Regions from separate parts of the Bicyclus anynana genome. Here region 1 is linked to region 2. Evidence: chromatin contacts called from public Hi-C data. All regions are on one chromosome and are shown on one strand. Each heading gives the region's core, a stretch centred on a gene start, on an enhancer-like site or on the middle of the called end of the contact. The rest is flanking DNA. Distances are from core to core; before and after follow the strand shown. Region 1 overlaps LOC112054400 (cell growth regulator with RING finger domain protein 1). Region 2 holds the start of LOC112054400 (cell growth regulator with RING finger domain protein 1).

Region 1 (6,163 bases), core at 3,637-6,136, 41 kb after region 2:
GAACCCACACCCTCTGAAATCGGAGGCAGAGGTCATATCCACTGGGCTATCACGGCTCCAACGTAACATAATTGATATCAATTCAATAACAACCGCGTTTTTCATATTCCTTAAAGCCCATTGTTAACGAAAATCATAATATCAAACAATCATGTTAGCAATAGTATATTGAACACGTGACCTATGAATCACTTACAATAGCTAGATGGAAATTTTCATGTACGAATATATACAGTTCTCATAGTTAAAGAATAGACCAGTAAGAAGTTCTTTTTTTTTTATTGTGTAAGTACCGTAGGCTTCTTAACCTCACGGCGTCACCGCAGAAGCATCTCCGTCGGAAAGACTTTCTAAGGGCTTCGCCTCTGAGACTCGGACCTCGGCTTAGACCTTGTCGAGAAAGGGCGAATTCGCCGCGATTCTCTCGTGCGTATTACGCGCGACCGTTGTATCCTCAAGGGGCGTACCAACGCGTGAACTTTGAGGAGGAATTCAGTACGAAACATGGAGTTGACCGTGCACTCGCTCTAGAATTCGCGCGTTAATTGGACGTAACCAGGCGTCCCTAGTATCTCGACTCGCGCGCAATACGCGCGAATCACGCGCGAGTCGAGAGTCTGGCGTAGTGCACGCGATTTACGCGCGTATTTTGAATTCGCGCGATGCTTGTGGACGCGATGTATTGATGTCTAGTACTTCGACAACGCGCGTATGAATTCGCGCGTTACGATTCGCGACGAAATCGCCCCTTTTGGACAAGGTCTTAGAGGGCCTTTATTCGGGAAGGTTGTTTTGGCCTGAGTGTATCAAGCCGGGCGCCAACGAGATCGAGAGAATATCAACTCACGATCTTGGGGGCGCCCACGTCCGGATGACGTCAGATATCAGAGACCTCGTCTTCAAACTCTCTCTCACACAAACATAAGCTACACGGCGAAGACGCTGTGTAGCTTATGTTTGTGTGTAGCAGGAAGTTCGTTTGATGATTTTGCTTAAAACAGTTATAAATATAATGTAATGTTCTTCCAGGTAGCGCTGATAAGTGTGGTGCATATACAGGACGAGCAGTGCCGGCTGCCCAGCGGCATCATTGCGCAGTACCTCAAGCAGGCTAACGGACACTTGTCTTGTTTGAAGGTTTGTTCAACTATCAGTTTATATTTACAGGCTGGGCGAGAATAGATCTTTTCTTTTATAATTGTACAGATTTGTTGCGTCATAAGTTTTTTTTTTCCACTTCGACAGCAACTGTATGTATCGGGTGAGGCGGGCGAGGCAGGCGAGATGGGCGAGGCGGGCGGCTACGCGCGCGGCGAGGCCCTGTGCTGCGTGTGCGCGTCGGCGCCGCTGTCCCGCGCGCTGCTGCCGTGCCGACACGCGTGCCTCTGCGCGCGCTGCTTACGTGAGTGCAGCATATTGTGTGCCGATCAGCAGCAACTGTACGTGTCGGGGTTGAGACAGAGAGATAGGCAAGCGGGCTAGTCAGCGGGATGGTTTATGCGTGAGTGATGGCAAGGAGTGCAATTAATAGGCTAGCAAATCGTGAGAGACGGGCTTAAGAGCGTTAGAGGCTATAAATGTCAATACATAAGATGGACATAGGAGTGGACAATAATTTTCCTATGCTCTTCCCTTTCCCTTTAGTCGTAACATAGACATAAGACAATTTACCCATGTATTAGTTATACCTAAGAAGCGAGGCAGGTTACCTTAGGAAAATTCGTCAAGGACAGGGCAATTCAAGAATTCTGTAGGATTAAACATTATTATCTATTTTTGTTAAAATACAAAGATCTTATATTTACTTCTATATAAATATCTGTCCTTATGTTAACCCCCGTAACCTTTCAGTCGTGAACGTTCGTAGTAGCTCATGCATATTCATATCAGACTAATCATATATTCCGCATGCATTATTAACTAGCTCTTATTATTAACTTCCTATGACGGCCCCTATGAAAGTAGACGGCTAATTTTAATAAGGAATAAGTAATTAGAGGCATATTTGTTTCACTGCTTTTCGAACCTCTTCAGACACCTCAGACTTTCAGACCTCTTCGGCAGATCGCCATTATTAGCAGGGCTTTGGGAAGCAGAGATCCGAGTTCCATCAGAAGATCAGTCCAGGATTAAGGTCATAATTGATCATAAGCAAAGTTCCCCTAAAAGTCCCCTGTCCTTAGGTATTGTTTGTGCCTCCTGCCATTATCCCACGCTAGATAGGGTAAGCACAACATGATTTAATGGTTTTTGGACTATTCGAAGGGTTTTAATTTTTTTTTTTGATTGTCTCTAGTGCCTCCTAGACGGGATGCACTAAGCAATTGCCTGAATAGCTTATAGGCTAATCCTAGCCTGCAGGAGAGTAGTTCTGTCCCTCGACATCCTTCTAACGCTGGCCCAAATCCTTTGTTGACATGGTCCCATTAAGGACTCTACAACAGTCAGAAAAAGAATGTCTTTTACTATACACTCACAAAGGTGTTATGAACTTACTACAGCGAAAAGAAAACTTCCAGCAATAGAAGAACTGTAATAATTATACTGATAGTAATTAGTATCTCCATATCTAGTTTTTACCGTATCATTTACATTTAATTTTAAATTTTAATTTAATCATTTGCTGTTTAATTTTATTATAAATTGTACGCCAAACATGGCGAAAGACATTTATTTGTATGTGTTTTCGGAGCAAATAATTGAATCGAATCCCGTCTTGCTTGCTTTGCAACTCTGCTTGCAGCATAAATAACCATGACGTGGTATTTATATCATCGATGGATCCCATGATGCTGATTGTATATTATCACACAGATTGTGGTCACCTAACCCGCAAATCGATAAAAACAATACGCAAATGTTCGCATAGGTGTCTACATAAAGTATTCATTCGGTATCAGTATGCCATTCACGCGCACGCATATCTGCATCGAGCGACAATTACAAGGTTGCGGTCACGAATACTGATCGACTGATGACTGTGAGGATTACGTTGCCGAGCAGTTTAGATAGAAGACAAGAAAGATATTTCTTCAATAAAGTTTCGCCGAATTTTTCGTCGATACTTTATTGGTTTCTTGCGTAACTGTACTAGCCAATAGGGTGAAGTTGTCCAGTTAAGTAAGTCAAAGCGAATCTTGACTGGATCCGCTACCGCAAGTTATTCAAATCACCCACGATCTTCGATTGATCAAAACCAAAGCAAAAAAAATATTATGGCACCAGTAGCTAATGATACTCGCACATCTGCATCGAGCGACAATTACAAGGTTGCGGTCACGAATACTGATCGAATAATGACTCTGTAAGGATTGCGTTGCCGAGCAATTTAGTCAAATGACAAGGGAGATATATCTTCAATTCAAATCTTTTATAACCAGCTAAAGTTCGCTGAATTTGTCGCCGATACTTTATTGGTTTCTTGCGTAACTGTACTAGCCAATGGGGTGAGTAAGTCAAAGCGAATCTAGACTGGTTCCGCTACCGCTAGTTATTCAAATAACTCAGGATCTTCGAATGATCTGAAGCAGAGCAAAATCGTGATTATGGCGTCACCCACAGCTTTCATTTATCTGATGGCGTGACGTTAAAATGAGTCGTTAAAATATTAGGCTAATATTGATGATGCATGTTTATGCTGGTTGCGTATTATCACATAGATTGTGGTCACCTAACCCGCAAATCGATAAAAACAATACGCAAATGTTCGCATAGGTGTGTACATTAAGTATTCATGCGGTATCAGTATGCCATTCACGCACACGCATATCTGCATCGAGCGACAATTACAAGGTTGCGGTCACGAATACTGATCGACTGATGACTCGGTCGTGAGGATTACGACGAGCTCGTCGACGAGCAGTTTAGATAGGAGACAAGGGAGATATTTCTTCTTTTTTCTCACGAATCCTGAGGTAACCATGTATTTTCCATCCTATGTGTTAATCCAGAGAATTATCTATCTCCATTTCAAATTTAAGTTAAATTGTTTCAGTAGTTGCGTCGTAAAGGAGTACTAAAACATACAGAAACTTTTCAACTACCTACGATTGTATTGAACCAGTGTAGAAAGACTAACTTCTATTTATCCTAAAAATTGTATTATTCCCTATTTACGTTATTGCAGTAGCTCAGGATCTACAACTTTGCGAATAAGTTTAGAAAATTGATTAAAGTTCTTCAAGGTTTAAAATTAGTTTTTAAAAAAATCCCAATTATCTTTTATATGTATGAGCATAATTGGTGACATAATAATTTGTAACTGACACAATAAATACCAACCGATCAATAGATGACATTTAAGTGTCTGTTTTTGTTGAAACCAGTGGGCCTAAGATGCACTATATGAAATAACAAGATAACTTTGTTTCGTCCCATCATAATTAATGAAAATTTGAGGAAAAGAGATCGTGGTATGTAGACAAAAGTAGTAAAAGTGACAGGATCAATAAACTCCACCATTTTTATCTGTAACTAGCGGACCCGCTAGACTAATGTGTACTTCTTCCCTACCCTTCCCTACTTCCACCCCACCCTACACTACCCTACACTACCCCTTTCCTACCCCTATCTATCGATTTTAAGCTAGCCTACCTTGAAACCTGCGAAAAGTCCCATATAAAATTTCATTATCTGTAATGTTGTCAACACTTTTAATATTTTAATCAATAAATTTTACGTGATTTGACCCCTGCATCTCAATGATTGCGATATAGATTAATCGAGCACATATTATGCAACTCTAGATGTCACACTTTGAACTTTTCCACTGCTAAACATAAACAAATGAACAAATAAACATTCCGCGCACGCGCCTCACATCCGATCGCATCGGTGCCAATGCCGCGCGTAAACTTCGTACCTCACCGTCGACCTCTGCTGATCTGTATGGGACAGATAATGACCGATCGCGACCCTACGTGAGAGGTCATACGAGTTAGTGAGCCCTTGTGGGCAGTGTTACCAACCTCCAAAAATATTTATCCCTAAAGGAGATGGTCCTAAATCGTATGGAGCCCAGGATCAGTCATTGTACCCTAGCGGAAATAAAAGAAGATATTTTTTTTAACTATTTTTATACGAATTTACTTTAATTGTTTCGAAATAATATTCATTGTCTCGCAAGAAATGCAACATTATTATGGGTAATAATGGCGGATAGATGACGTTTTCAATGCAGTAATCGATTTGACGTTTGTTGTCATTATTGTCATGTCATAGTTGTTCTATGGGCGCCATCTTGATACAACTCAAAAACTTAGGTTTTATTTTATTTATTTCTTTTTATTTAGTTAGATTTATTCACTTTAATAAATTGTAATAGAATCCTTGTATTTTTTAAATTTTAATGATACGGGGTACAATAGTGGACCTGAAATGGACCATCTCCTTTGTGTAAAAAACCCATAAAACGCCTTAATTATTGAGTTGTCCCCCTAAAAAATATAAATTCATAATATTTTAGAAAATAATATGCTGTAATGTGTTTCAAAAGTCGTTATTTAATACATAAAATATTATGTCTTCATCTGAAGATTGAGATTTTTTAAAATCATACATGTTGACATTGAATAAATTTAACATTTTTTTTATTAGATAAAAATTGCAGCTAGTCACCACAGAGTGGTTGTAGAATTACGTATTATACGTCGTTGTAAGTCGCTAAGTCAAGAAAGAAAAATTATTATTATCAATTAAAAAACACATATTAGGTAAAAAGTAAAAAAACCCCTAAAAAAATGCCACCTCACTTATTTACCCCCTAAATCTGGGGAAAAAACCCCTAAGTTGGGAACCCTACTTGTGGGTTAGAGACAAGCTGTTTCCTGTGGCACCGCTCGTTATATTATTCGGCTCACTGTTAAGTCTTCTCTCAGAATGAGAGGGGTTACGCTAATAGTCCACCACGCTGGCCCAATGCGGGTTGTCAGACTTCATACACGTAGAGAATGACCAGACCGGAATTGGCCCGGTTCTGGAAGGCTTCTGCCGTGGCTAGTTACCAACCTACCTGCAAAAACGTACCGCCAAGCGATTTCGGGTTCCGGTACGATGTCGTGTAGAAACCGGAAGGGGTGGATTTTCATCCTACTCCTAAGAAGTTAGCCCGCTTCCATCTTAGATTGCATAATCACTTACCATCAGGTGAGATTGTAGTCAAGGG
Region 2 (6,039 bases), core at 3,468-5,967:
TTTATTTTTAGGTACGTTTTAGTTTATTTAGGTATGTATGGAACAGGTCGACTTGGGGAAAGGTCGAGCACTGTCGAAATCTTATAATTTTCTCTTACAATCATTGTTACTGAAATGTTTTTTCTTTGCATAAGCAAGCTATAAAGAGTTTTTCAGATAGCTTGGGTACCGAGACATAATACGTAGTGTATGTAATAGTATAGACAGAGAGCGATAGATACTTAGCATGTGTAATTGGAATGTTTGCTTTGAGAATGCTTATTCAGGACCATACTTAAAAATAGCATGCTTATTGCTATTATAGCAAATGTAAGCTTATTGCTTATTATAGCAAATGTAAACTGATGATAAGCATGCTCGCGTAATAGAAGCATACATAATAGCACGTTTTTAGCATGCTATTTTAGAGCATGTGTAAGAATACCTTAAGGCTTTGGTGTTTGTTCAGCTGGCAAAGTCACTATTTTGAACTTCAACTTATTAAAATAAACATCAAATCAATTGAGAAATGTCATCTACCTACTCTATGATATCCACAAAGGGTTGTCAGTAGGCACCTGATGACATTTTGCTATGTACATAGAATCTCAATTTCGTGAATGTCAACTAACAAACGTCAAAGTTAGTGAATCAGATTGCAGTGCGTCCGTTAGTTTGGTAATACGAGTAAATTGATAATAATTTTATCTTTATGAGACAATCAATTACTATTAATCAACTATCAATTAATTATCTAGTAAGAAGCCCTTGCCTGATATACTATACGAGTATTTTTGACGCCTCCGTGGCGCAGTGGTAAGCGCAGTGGACTCACAAGATGGAGGTCCTGGGTTCGATCCCCGGCTGGGCTGATTGAGGTTTTTTTAATTGGTCCAGGTCTGGCTGGTGGGAGGCTTCGGCCGTGGCTAGTTACCACCCTACCGACAAAGACGTACCGCCAAGCGATTTAGCGTTCCAGTACGATGTCGTGTAGAAACCGAAAGGGGTGTGGATTGTCATCCTACTCCTAACAAGTTAACCCGCTTCCATCTTAGATTGAAAAAAATCTTTATGGGTTACTTGGGATAGGCGGGGAGTGTGACTTGAGTGGAAAAGGGGAGTGTTAGATATCTGTCAAAGGTGCCTTTAACCCTACACACAACGTTCACAAGTGGGTGACTTCACTCAAGGTCATTCTCTGCCATTCTAGGTTGCCATTTTGTTTACAGTTTGATTTGTTAATTAAGTTGTTCTGACAAATGTTGTGACCTTTGGTCGACATTAGTTTTCTTATTTTTGTAATCACCTTTGAGTGTGCTAAAATAAATCATTTTTACGATAACTACTTAGGCAGGTACAACAAGTTAGTAACCAAACGGTTAAAGGTAAAACACCTGCCGCCACGAAAATTTTATTGACACGCCAAGCTTAATTTATTCATTGACGTCAAAACTATTAATAATACTAATTATTGTTTAAACCTAAGTAGTAATTATAAATGTTTTTTATGCAAATATCACGAATATTTAGTAGGTAGGTAGGTACTTAGATTATTATAAAAGAAGACAAAAAATATGACAGTTAATTAGTAAAACCTACAACTTGCATGATGAATTATTATGATAGTTTTTCTTAATTATGTAGGTAGGGTAAATCTGTAGATTTCCTTGTTATAAATTACTTGCAGAATTGTGGTTTTAATCTTTTTAATGATCGTAGGTATGGTACCTAACTATGGTATAATTTTAATTATTCGGTAAGAATAATCGGGTCTGACCAATGATAATTTTATATTATAGATAAATTTATTCAAATCTAAAAGTTACAGACAGTCAGTACCCTATCCTTATGATAGCATGTCTGTCATGTAGATAGGTTACCTACGTCTTTACAAAATCACTGCAAAAAGTTATCCGAATAATAGGCTACAAATCTGAGCGCACATATGCACAATTTTGTCTTTTATTCCATTATTTATTTATGTTAGCCCTTGACTGCAATCTCACCTGATGGTAAGTGATAATGCAATCCAAGATGGAAGCGGGCTTACTTGTTAATGGGAGGATGAAAATCCACACCCCTTTCGGTTTCTACACGATATCGTACCGGAACGCTAAATCGCTTGGCTTGACAGACAGACAGACTTACTTTCGCATTTATAATATTGGTATAGATAAGAATAATGGGGCGATTTTATAGGGATAGGGATAGGGGATAGGGGATAGGGGAGGGATAGGGATTTTTCATTAGGTACAGGCAATATCTTGTCGTGTACTTCATAGATGCAAAAATGCACTGCCTAAGTATCTTGAGGAATAATAATTATGAGCCTGTATTGGAGACGCTATTCTCCATTTTATACAATTTGAACGTACAGTGCCTATCCTGGTTTGAACCTTGTTCACAGCACTGGTCCTGACGTACCTAGTACTAGTAGGTAGTACTTAGGTACTTTCTCTTTTATGACCAGGATCATTGAGAAGTGGTTACGCGGCCGGACTTAAAGTCGAAAGCTCTAGGGTTCGATTCTATCTCACCCATTTTTTTTTATGTTTTCACCTAATTAAATCTGGCTAATATTAATTTATTTAATAAAATTCGTTGATGTATTGAGCCTTGTAATAATAATTACAATCCACCAATCTCATGTGGAGGTCAATGTTACAATCAAAATAAAAATACGGTGGCAACCAACCTTCTCGGCAACAACGGCAGGTTGTTCCCAAATAACCACAACCGCTTATCACCGAACCATTTCTCCATGCAGGACGCCACGTTGTTCCACAGTTTGAATTTCGAACGATCCCGATTCCGATACTCCGCACTATTCATTCGCGTTTCTGAACGAAAACTAGCATTTCCCGCTTGAATCACAGTCTAAATAATTCGCGGATTTTTAAATAATTTTCGTTTAAAAACTTAGTTATTTACTTTATTTCTTTTTTTTTCGAGAGATGTTTATTCGGCGAAAGCTGCACGGCTTTTACTTAGGAGTATGGAAATATATCGATCGTTGGGTTTGTTTACAGTTTCAGTTGGCCTGTGTACATGACAACCGCAGTGGGCGGGATTAAACAATGGTTATCGGATTTTTTAGCTAATGTAATGTAAGTGCGGAGGTATGCCTTCATACCTACCTAAGATTTAGTTCAACAAATGTACCTGAGTAGGTACTATGTAATTTTCAAGGTCATTATAAGAATTATCTTATTGAGGTTTGCCTGAAGTACCTCCCTACTCGTATGTGATACGTAGGAATGCTTAAAAGTTCAAGGTCACTCACTTTTGGTACACTTTGGTTGTTCAATCCTGCAAAATACAATACTAAACGATATTGGCAGCTGAGATACAAGGAGGGGGGAATTCTGGATGGCGCTTCTTTTTCAATATAATCCCCCTCGAGCTCTATACACTTTTTACTTTTTCATCAAGAAAATATAGTATTAGGAATAAGCAAAAAAAAAGACGTTTATTTTTATAAAAACTACTTTCAAAATGAAAGTTTGAAAACTTTTTGAGGGCGAAGTTAGCTTAATAAGAAATTCCTTGCTTGGTTGGAACTTTATCACCGCACGAAATTCAATTTGCTCCATTTTGCAAATGACTTCCCGATTTAATTTTTAGTCATGTATGCAAACGTGTAAAAAAATACAGGTGTACTGTTGTAAATAATTTGAAATTTAAAATAATGATGAGTTCACATAAACAACGGTACCTACTAAAAAAAATTTGTACCCTCATTCCTTCATCTCCGTTCTGCGGAGTTTTGGACCTCTGATTATTTTATGGACCTCCCCTCTTAGGAGCCCTTAATATTGGGTATATGCTTATGTTAACTAAAAAAAACTTCAGAAATACCAGAACGTCAAAAGTTATCTAAATAGTCAATAGTTTACTTGCTAATAATTTGTGATTTTTCATAATCATACGATTTGAGCGTAAATTAACGGAATTATTCTGTTGATTTTGGCAATCAAGTACCTAATGCAAAATGTCTTTAAAGTATGTTTAATAGTCTACCAACGCTGACAGCTGTTTTCCTCTACCCAGAACGACGAGGACGACGAACGACTACCTTTATTAGTTTACATAGATTATTATAATTTTACCCTTCGATTCGACTGGTACTGCACCATAGGTAGAGCCAGCACTAGTAGAGTCAGTACTCTACTATTATGGAAGGTTTGCTATGGGTGGGTCATATTTATGGGCTACAAATGCTGTCGCATAATCTCATCTATTCTGCCTTAGACCATTCTTATTATTGGTCAAAGTATACTGCGGTCCACAGCTTCCCATCAATAAAAAATTTCAGCTTAACTACATCTACAATGTGTTAATCCGCTGGCTACCGGCTTATTGCATAGGCTAGTCGGATTGACGTAATACAAGGACGCTTTTTTAGTACATAAATTATTGAGTAAGTAAGTGATAAAATTCATCTAGAAAATAGAAATGTTTAATTTAGCGGAAAAGTCGTAGCAAATTTAAAAAAAAAATTGGAACTCGTGCTGCCATCTTGTATGAAGACGATCATACACGTGAAATTATACTCTTGGAGCTTTCAAACTATATCTATTTCTTTCTAACTTATATAAAAACATTATGTTGATCTCGCTTTAACAAACTGCTTGACGTTATTCGTTCACTGTGAAGTTATTTTTGCGCATTTCCATTCACTGCTTCAGTTCACCTTCAGTTTCAGTCTGTCAACTGTCATGTGCTGACTGCGACTGCTGTCATCAATTCACATTTTCATTCTCATTCTGTCAAACTACGTTCCACGGAGTAGTGCGTCGCGATATTTATTTCGATCAATGTTTTTGTTATGATTAAACTCGCAATAAACATTATTTAGAGAGATCTCTTATCACAAGGTTATAACCATACAGAGGATTATTATTTATTATTGCAGCTGCGTAAGACAATTGGGCAATAAAGCCGCACGCGATTCGCGAAACTGTTGACGAAATTCGCAAGATAGAATTGGAATTAGAAAAAATAGATTTTTCGTCGTCGAAAATGTGAATTTGTGCGGGCGTGTGTATTTTTGTTTCTATTATTGTGATGTGAACCGATGTGTCCTTTAGTTTTCGGTACTTTGGAACGATTTGTTGTTGTTTTGTGATCTATTTAGGTGATGCAAAATGGGCTCGACGGGAGTCACTTTGGCAGACTTGCCAAATATATTTATTATGATTGGGGCCCTCGTTGCCTTCTTTATGATGCTAGTCATACTCCTGAGGTGAGTGATTGATATGTTTACTATATTACGGTACTAAATCGAGATGATACAGTTTGGCTAAGTATTTGTTTTGAGGCCAACTGGTAGCGGTCACTCGTATTATCAGATAACTGTAAGTGCTAAAAATAGATAATGTTTCTTGCATAGAAGGTATTTCTTACTCTAAAGATTAAGGTTATTAGCAGTGTATGAATGTGGAACCTAGTTTCTAATAAGATTTATACTAGAAATTCTATTAAAGTACTTTCTTATTAGTGTTACAAGCATTTACCTAGTAGTTTTGTGTACAACAAAATAAAGATTTTCCATTTAATGCTCCAATTAAAATAATGATAAATTTACTGTATGATTTTTAGTTTTTAAAATATCACCTTTCAAGGATTTTGTTATAGCCCACACTTTTTGGTACCTTTGATAATAAAATTGTAAATACACTGGCTTTATTGTTGTAAGTTATAATGTTTAATACATTTTTGTAATGAAAAATATTCTAATTGGAATTTTTCTTATAAGACTTTAGTCAAGGAATGTGCTAAGAGATTTTAAAGTAAAATAGAAGTTGTATTTGTGAATTATAAACAAACTTTATGTTTACCATCTCTTGTGGAACTTCAATATATTCACAGAAACACACTGAATAGTGACTTAAAATGTCAATTTCAATGTCAATTTGCATTCGTTGATTACTGTAGATAGAGAAGTAAATAGACATATCAGTCACCTCATTCTCTTTCAGCAAAGATAATTTATTTATTTAATTGAAACACCTACAACTAGTACACAGAACATATTTAAATAAAAAGTATACAATGATG

Evidence for each region. Hi-C and Micro-C count contacts between places; a contact is called where the count stands out from the background.
Region 1: a contact with region 2 is called in a Hi-C map of whole larva, with 2.3 times the contacts expected there. The contact joins the enhancer-like site here to the promoter of LOC112054400 in region 2. A contact is called at or near these places in 2 of 2 Hi-C or Micro-C datasets (whole body and whole larva).

The regions. Positions count from the first base shown.
Region 1 is chr21:12,902,200-12,908,362 of ilBicAnyn1.1, forward strand. LOC112054400 (cell growth regulator with RING finger domain protein 1) reads left to right here. Exons shown (of 7, transcript XM_052888036.1): 5 at 1,030-1,137; 6 at 1,246-1,402. Among protein-coding and RNA genes, the nearest start is that of LOC112054427, 22 kb to the right of the region's middle. Within about 2 kb of position 4,887, at least 3 of the 8 cell types and tissues checked have open chromatin away from gene starts, as enhancers often do.
Region 2 is chr21:12,861,285-12,867,323 of ilBicAnyn1.1, forward strand. It overlaps LOC112054400 (cell growth regulator with RING finger domain protein 1), which reads left to right and starts at 4,718. Exons shown (of 7, transcript XM_052888036.1): 1 at 4,718-5,224. The coding sequence starts at 5,127. LOC112054385 (cyclin-dependent kinase-like 4) reads right to left here and starts at 2,955. Exons shown (of 9, transcript XM_024094159.2): 1 at 2,675-2,955. The coding sequence starts at 2,811.